Regions from separate parts of the Gossypium hirsutum genome. Here region 2 is linked to region 1. The links are chromatin contacts, called in public Hi-C maps. All regions are on one chromosome and are shown on one strand. Each heading gives the region's core, a stretch centred on a gene start, on an enhancer-like site or on the middle of the called end of the contact. The rest is flanking DNA. Distances are from core to core; before and after follow the strand shown. Region 1 holds the start of LOC107926862 (transcription factor MYB78). Region 2 holds the start of LOC107897155 (pectinesterase).

Region 1 (3,861 bases), core at 657-3,156:
TTTTATGAAATAACTATAATTTTACTTAACATTTTTTACAATATTTTGTTATAGATGTGAAAAACTGTTATAGAAAGTTAAAATAAAGTATAAAAACCGATTCTACTTAAAAGTTTACTATTATAGCGAAATACTATTATAACAAATGACTATTATAGAGAGAGCTGGCTAATTTCATTTGTTAAAATTTTGGTTTGCTTTGATTATTCTATGATTTGGTCTGTTTTGATTAATACCAACTTATATTGGTGTATAACAACTCGTCTCGTACAAATATTAATAATTTAAATCAACTTTAACTTTTATTAAATTAAAACTAAAATGTAATTATTAAATTTATGTATGATTCAAGAATATAAATAATCATATATCAAAATACATCAGAGCGGTGATTAAAATTTTTGTCAAATATCCGTTTCATATGGATTCAAACAGCATTATTACCATCCTCTATCCCTAATATTGTATCAAAAAGACATGGTCCTAATTTTGCTTCGAATATTACCATCTTTTCTACTAAAAGAAAAAGCAACATTTTCCATTAGGTTGAATGCTCTAACAAGGAAAATGAAAGAACAAAATTGAGCAATTGAAATGGTATAGAAGCATATTGTAATGCTATAAATCTCTATCAACCAGATATTGTTGGGTGATTCATTTACATTACTTCAAATTTTGTGGTGTTCACTGTTAGATCTATAAGTAGCAAATTAATGGCGAAAATGTTTTAAGATATATAAAACTTTAATATTATACGTCACGTAAGCTAATTCAAATCATCGTCATCATAAAGCTGCTGTCTTAGGAACCAAATATTCTCTTCGTTCCACACACTCTCCATCGAATCTCCACCGTCCGTCGCCTCAATTTCAACCCCACCCCATGTTCCCGCTATTGTATTTCCTGAACCCGACCCGTTTTGTAAGCTATTCGGGTATTTTGAATTTGTCAGGTCTGAAACGGAAGAGACTTGGGCGTCCAGGGAATCTGATGAAGTGCCTGATAACTCGGGCAAGAGACTCGGGTCAACTCGGACCGAACCGATCGTATCTGCGTAGGTAGTGGTGGTGGAGGAGGATTGTTGAGCCGAGTGGGATCCAGATGAAGCGCAGATTTGTTCGACCAGACGAGGGATCCAAACGTACCGCATGGCGTCCCTGAATTGCTTGCTGTTAACGTCGCATTTAAGCTGTTTCGCCTGTTTTTGGACTCTGGTTCTCCAATAGTTCTTTATCTCATTGTCTGTCCTTCCAGGCAAATGTTGTGCAATTTTAGACCATCTTCATGATCAAAACCAGATCCAAGTTAGCACAAAAAACCCATTCATATATGAAAATTTAAGGAATGATGAAAGCAAAATTGAGGTTTTTAAGTAAAAAACACAAACCTGTTGCCCCATCGAGAATGGAGTTGAAGAATCAATAGCTGTTCTTGGAGACTAATGTTCCCACGTCTCACTTCCGGTCTCAAATAGTTCAGCCATCTTAATCTACAGCTTTTGCCGGTTCTTTTCAATCCTGGACCAATTCATTTCGTTTCGTTTTCAGTATCACAAAAAAGAAATCATGTGCAGAAGAGATGCATAGAAGGCTTAAAATTCTTGGGTTTTATACCTGATAAGCGAGCAACTGAGTTCCAGCGACCTTCGCCATGGATATTAACATAAGCTTTAAGCGTGAAGTCTTCTTCTTCAGTCCATGGACCTTTCTTTACGTCCATATCTTCTTCACTTTGTGGGGTTTCAGATATGAAACCAGTCTCGTAAACATCCATTTCTGAGCTGAAAAGAAACGGGCTTTGTTTTTTTTCCGATGAAGAAACCAAAAAGGATAGAGAGGGATTTGATTCGTGACTTTGGGTTGATTCGAGCAAAGGGGATTCATTTATATAGGGGGAGTTTGGACTGACTACCAAAAAGTAAACAATGATTTTTTTTTTTGATGAAGAAGAGAAAACAGGGGCATGTGTGTGTGATGAAAAAGTAGAAATAGCAACGACCCATTTGTGAATTTTCTATTTGGGTTTTGACTGTCTGACTTTTCCATGTCTTATGTATTGGTCTCGTACACGCACAATTGGACAAAATGTTTGAATATGAACTATGAAGACCAAACACTATTCTACGAGGATAAAAAGGTTAGTTTCTTTTTTTTCAAAACGAGGACAAGTTGTGTGTTGTTTTATTATTACATAGATCCAATATTTTCAACGTGTTCTGCTGTGGTTGCAACATGTGAAGATGATGAAAATAGTCAATGCTTGGATCAAAATTTTTACTATTTGTGACCGACCATGTAATGCTATTTCTCCTCCTCCTTTGTGTCTAAAACTAGAAGTAGATCTTCTCTTTCTTGTGGGGTTTTAAACTACCATTTCATCAACAGTTAAAAGAGCATATGGCGCTGATAAGATAAAACCCATTTTAAGATTTTATTATGTTTAAACGCATGACCTTAGATTCATGCGCAATCAGGATACCATTTGAATTATGTGGTATTCTGGTTGCCCTTCAATATTTAACCATCATCAATTCAAACTACTTTTCATGCACTCTTATTTTTAACTAGTTATGAATTTCCACTACATGTCAAGGGGTGATTCTCACTCGTCAACAATTTAGAGGTATTTTTAGAAAATTTTTTAAGAGTCAAGGGACATATTTTTAATTGTGTTGTTAGGTTTTAGATTCAAGAAAAAGAAAGAGAGTTTGGTGAGCAGAGGAAAGTCAATTTGGTAGCTGTTGCAGATTGTGACTCATTGATGTAATTTTCATTCTTTTTCTGCAAATGGTGTGCTGACAGAAATTGTTTTGGTTTAGAATATAGAATTATGTGAAGAAACCCAATTTAGCAATCAATGTAGTGAGGAAGTTTGGTGTGATTAAAAGATATAATCCCCACCAAGTCAATCAAATTTCTCTTTCAACTACATGTATCTGTTATTCTGATTTTCGTTACAAAATTTATTACAATAAGTTTAGGAGAATACATATTTCTAATTCCTTTTCTTTTCTTTTTTTCATTCTACGATTAAAAACAAAATTACATAATGAATTCATTGTTTTTCAGTACCTAGAAGTTAAAGAAAGCTGGGCAATAAAATTTTGATAAAATCTGTTTGCAGCTCAGACAACTTACACCAAGCTAAATGCTGACTGTAGTGTAGATGAAAAACGAGAAGCAATGGTCCTAGAGGCAAACGCCTGAATCTTGTTCTTGGCATCTGAATTTATTATAAAGAGGAAAAAAGAAAATCTTGTAAGATAATAGAAATGATATAAACTGTATCTGAGAATTGGCTTCACAGGTTCAGGTTAGATTAAGGTTAAGGGATTAAAGATCCCACCAATCCACTCAAAGGTAAATTTGTGTGGATTTCAAGTTAATTAGCATGAAGTCTAAGGTTCGATAACTATATTTGAAAACCCTTCTTCCTTCCGATCCCATTTTGTATAAAAAAAAAATCAGCTCACCTTCAATCCAAATGAACAAATAAGCCAATAAAATCCAACTTTAACCAAACCCATGGTTTAAGGTGATCTTAGTATCATTTTCTCTGTTTTAGGCTTGCATTTCTATTTACAAGTTTGCTCCAAGCCTGTGTAGTATAAGATCTAAAGTTTGAACGGGCCGATGAAGCCACAGTTAGAGTGGAAAAGTTGTTGTTCTTTGGCATCATAGACCTGGGTTCGAGTCTTGGGTCACCTGTGCGCTCCTCTCCTTGGTTTGTAATGATCAAATCAAACAATAACACAAATGGTTGGATGGCATGTTGTAGGTTATTTCATTAACAAAAAACTGACTAGATAGGCTTCAAGAGCCTTTCAAAATCCACCTAAACCAAGCTAATGACATGGACTGC
Region 2 (4,389 bases), core at 1,168-3,667, 490 kb after region 1:
TCATCAAAAGAACATGAAACAACAACCATTTCCTTCATTTTAATTCATGACTAAATGCTCACAACACAACTAAAAATCAAAATATGCTTCAAGAGTTAAGGTAGAATCAAGAAGAACTCATTAACATCAAGATAGAAGCAAACTACCATGAACTTACCTTCAATTTTCTTCCCCAAGTGACCGAACATTCAAGAGCTTTCTCCTCTCCTTTCTCTTCTCTAACTTTAGGCTATGATGAACAAAGATGGACAAAACTTTGTTCTTTTCACCCCTTTTTCTTATGGAACAAAAATTAACTAAAATTGTCGGGTTCTATCTTAAGCTTGGCTTTCTAGAGGCCCACTAACATAATTAAACTTATGCCAACATTCATAGAATTCCGAAAATTGGGGCGTTACAAGTTTCCACAAGGTAATCCTGGGATGAATTGGCATCTACTATCTGACAATGCCGCCCGATTGGCTAAATTGTCAGCATCCACTTGGTTAAAAGAAAATACGTGTCCTCATCCATTTTACGATATAATTTTTATCTTATTCAAATCGAGGTGATATTTAAATAAAGTTCTTCTAACAATGCACACAGCTACAAAAACGACAGCAGCAAACACAATAGACAAGTCTGTTTTTACTACAATAGGTTAATTCAACAGATATAAGTTCCAATTTCTCAAGCTTTTAGTTCAAAATTTGCATAGTTTGATTGAAAGAACACAATGTCTTGAGACATCCAATTGCATTTGATAGTTGAGTTTGGACTCGAGTAGGAACTTCATATTTAACGCCGAGTAACCCTAAAATGTGTTAAATAAGGTTGTTTGATATCTATAATGTATTATTGTATTATGATTGAAATTTTTTTGAAATAAACCGTGAATAATTGCTTAAATTATTTAGTAAATTGAGACAATCTGAATTACTCCAACAACATAATGTGACATCACGCATTTGGATCCAATGATCAGGTCGGGTGTGAGGTGAGAATATATATTACTATGTAAGACTAAAATATATGGTGTGTAATAATAAATACGTAACATTTTTGTATAATATAACTTTTGTGTCATTATTTTGTATAATACATTTTTAGCTCATCCAAAATTTCCTTCAATGTTTCCATTTTTTTTATTGGGATTCATGTTTATCAATTTTAATAATTTTATTTTTAAGTTTAATTTTATCAATTTTATTGGGATTCATGTTTTCTTTTTAAAAGTGCAATATGTTTTATTGTACCGATATTTATTGATAATCAGTACTCCGACATTAATACAATATAATAAAATTTTATTTTTTACCACTATCACACCTACACTTACGTGCTATATATGCAAATATTTTTCATTTTGATAATATAAATTTTGGCCCCTAAATTCGACAATTAAGTTTATTTTGGTACCTGCACTTTTTTTTTCATTTTGATACTTGAACTTGACAATTAATTTTCTTTTGATCCCTAACTTTGAAAAAAAGAGTAAAAAATTTGATGGAGCTCAAAGTGTCATATTTAGTATTTTAATAATCAAATAAGTGGTTGAATATGTCAGGCCATCAGTTTTTGATTCAACCAGTTCGATTGTTGAACCAACAACAATGAAATATAATATTAAATTTTTATAAAAATTTAAAATAAATTAAAAACAAAAAAAAATATTAAACCTTTTTTGTTATTAATTTTTATCTTGATTTTTTATTTTTACCAATTTTAAGTAGTTTTCAAGTCAATCAGTTCAAATTCTTTGTTTAGACCATTATATCAATTAATTCTTGATCTATTTGATCCTCTTATGTCTAGCAACACTGACCATATTATAAAATCTTAAAAGTATGTAAATTAAGAGATAATTATCAAATTAAAAAAATATATATAAATACTAAAATGGTTAGTATGGTTGTGAGGACCATAAATGCACCCGGCCCCAACGACTTCATTGTCTGATTAGACCAATATATATGTAGAACAGTTAGAATGTGAACATGTCTAAATGTTGATAACATTTTCTGAAGCGCAAATTGTAAAGAAGGTACACATCGGTTGAAAACAAAATAAGAAGGCCAATGTTTTTAGTTCTTGTTTCAAGGAATGGAATGTGATGTCCTGTTTGAGTCAAAACATGATATATTTATGTAGTAAAGTACTAAAACTTAGGATATTATGAATCGAAAATGTTGATATACATTTAAAAAGATGAAATTAAAATTTGTTTTCTTTGTTTGTGAAAGATGAATAGCGATGTAACTAAACTTCCTTCTTTTGGGGTCTAAATCCCTATTAAGTGAAACCCTTTGTCTCAGACAGACCACAACTTTGTAACCTATCCACTTGAAATTTGGTAACCATCGTCCATTTTTAAGTAAAGAATCCTAATTTAGAGGATCCCACTTGCTATAAACACCATCCCCCAATACATACCGATTTAATATAATATTTAACAAAACAAGAAGGCCAAGAGAAATTCTGCTTTCCAATACAGTTATTGCTCCTTTCTTTTTATCCTTCTCGGTTGGTTTAAGGTTTAAGAATCATATATAAAGTGGTGCTATGTATGGTTCTTCACCATAGCCAGCCGAAGGAACATGTCTCTTTAATAATAATAATAAGAAGAAGAAGAAGAAGAAGAGGAAATTAACAAAGATGAGCAATAAAGTGGTTGTTGCAGGGGTTTCCATCATTCTTGTGGTGGGAGTCGCTATTGGCGTGGTTACTACAATTAATCATTCTCGTGATGCTAAGGGTAAATTGTCTCCTGAAATGAAGGTTGCGACTAGCATTTGTTCACCTACTCATTATCCAGATGCTTGTCATAAGACTTTCGCCTCTATGAACAGCACTGGTCCTAAAGAATTCGTTAAAAAGGTTATCTATGCTGCTGAAGAAGAAGTCAAAAAGTTCCTCAACTTTTCTGACTCCAAGATTGCTGAAGCTAAGGACAATGGCCTCACAAAGATGGCCTTGAATGATTGTAAGGACATGATGCAATATGCCATTGATTCACTTAAGGCAACATACGCTGACGTAGATGGAAGTGATTTGCATAACATTGACGATCGCATAAACGATTTTAGGACCTGGTTGAGCGCTGTTATCTCATACCAACAATCATGCTTGGATGGATTTGAACATGATAGCAGCTGGAGAGAAACCATGGAAGAGGCTATTGTTGCTTCTAGTGAACAAGCAGCTAATGCTTTGACAATTGTGACAAAGTTGATCGAAATTCTTACCAAGTTAGGTTCCGAGTTGGCTAGTCCTAACACTCGTAGACTTTTTTCTGTTGAGGAAACAAACTATCCTTCATGGTTTTCAACTACAGACCGCAAGCTTATAGCTAAGATTGATAATAGCAATTTGAAACCAAATGCTGTTGTGGCTAAGGATGGTAGTGGCCAATTCAAGACCATTACTGAAGCTTTAGCTGCCGCTCCCAAGAACTCCATAAACCGACATATAATCTACATCAAGGCCGGAATTTATGATGAGTACATCACCGTGGACAAACAATACACCAACATCCTTATGTTCGGTGATGGTCCAAGAAGAACTATTGTCGCCGGTCGCAAGGGTGTAAAAGATGGCGGTGGAATTACCACCTGGCAAACTGCCACTTTCTGTAAGTTTTTAATAACTCAAACCATATTTTTTGCTCTATGAATATGTGATTTGATTAATACCAAGGTTCATAATGCTGACATTATCTCATAACTCGTAACAACTAGTAATATATAAGTAACATACAATTGTAAGCTTTTCACATGCTCATAAAACAAATGATATTCACCTCAGGTAGAGAACAAGTTGGCCCTATAAACCCTTGAATGTGGTAGAGGATGAATGCTAATTGGATTCATAATAAATGTAGGTCAATTGCATACAATAATAACATTCACTGAACTGGTTAATTTATGACAATATGTTCTTCATGACAATTTTATAATATATAATTCTTTAATTTTAATGTTTCAGCGGCTATTGGAAGTGGGTTTATTGCCAAATCCATGGGATTTCAAAACAATGCTGGTCCTGAAAAGCATCAGGCAGTGGCACTTCGAATTCAATCAGATAAGTCAGCCTTTTTCAATTGCAGAATGGATGGTTACCAAGACACCTTGTACAATCACGCAAACCGCCAATTTTTCCGTAATTGTGTCATCTCTGGAACTGTTGACTTTATCTTTGGCGACTCTCCTACTGTAATCCAAAACTCGTTGTTAATTGTGAGGAGGCCAATGGAAGGTCAATCTAACATGGTGACTGCACAGGGTAAGACACGGATTGATGAGAATACCGGTACTGTAATCCAAAACTGCAGGATTGTCCCTGAGCAAAAGCTCTTCATCGACAGATTTAAGTTCCCGACATACTTGGGCAGGCCATGGAAGCCGTACTCTA

Evidence for each region. A called contact is a pair of places that touch in the nucleus more often than the background predicts.
Region 2: a contact with region 1 is called in a Hi-C map of hypocotyl, with 3 times the contacts expected there. The contact joins the promoter of LOC107897155 here to the promoter of LOC107926862 in region 1. A contact is called at or near these places in 6 of 34 Hi-C or Micro-C datasets (anther, hypocotyl, leaf and 1 more).

The regions. Positions count from the first base shown.
Region 1 is chrA08:95,282,826-95,286,686 of Gossypium_hirsutum_v2.1, forward strand. LOC107926862 (transcription factor MYB78) reads right to left here and starts at 1,907. Exons shown (of 3, transcript XM_016857801.2): 1 at 1,614-1,907; 2 at 1,388-1,517; 3 at 518-1,280. The coding sequence starts at 1,773. The coding sequence ends at 767. It overlaps LOC107926880 (Golgi apparatus membrane protein-like protein ECHIDNA), which reads right to left. Exons shown (of 5, transcript XM_041074582.1): 5 at 2,914-3,222. The coding sequence ends at 3,134.
Region 2 is chrA08:95,769,786-95,774,174 of Gossypium_hirsutum_v2.1, forward strand. LOC107897155 (pectinesterase) reads left to right here and starts at 2,418. Exons shown (of 2, transcript XM_016822507.2): 1 at 2,418-3,610; 2 at 3,964-4,389. The coding sequence starts at 2,635.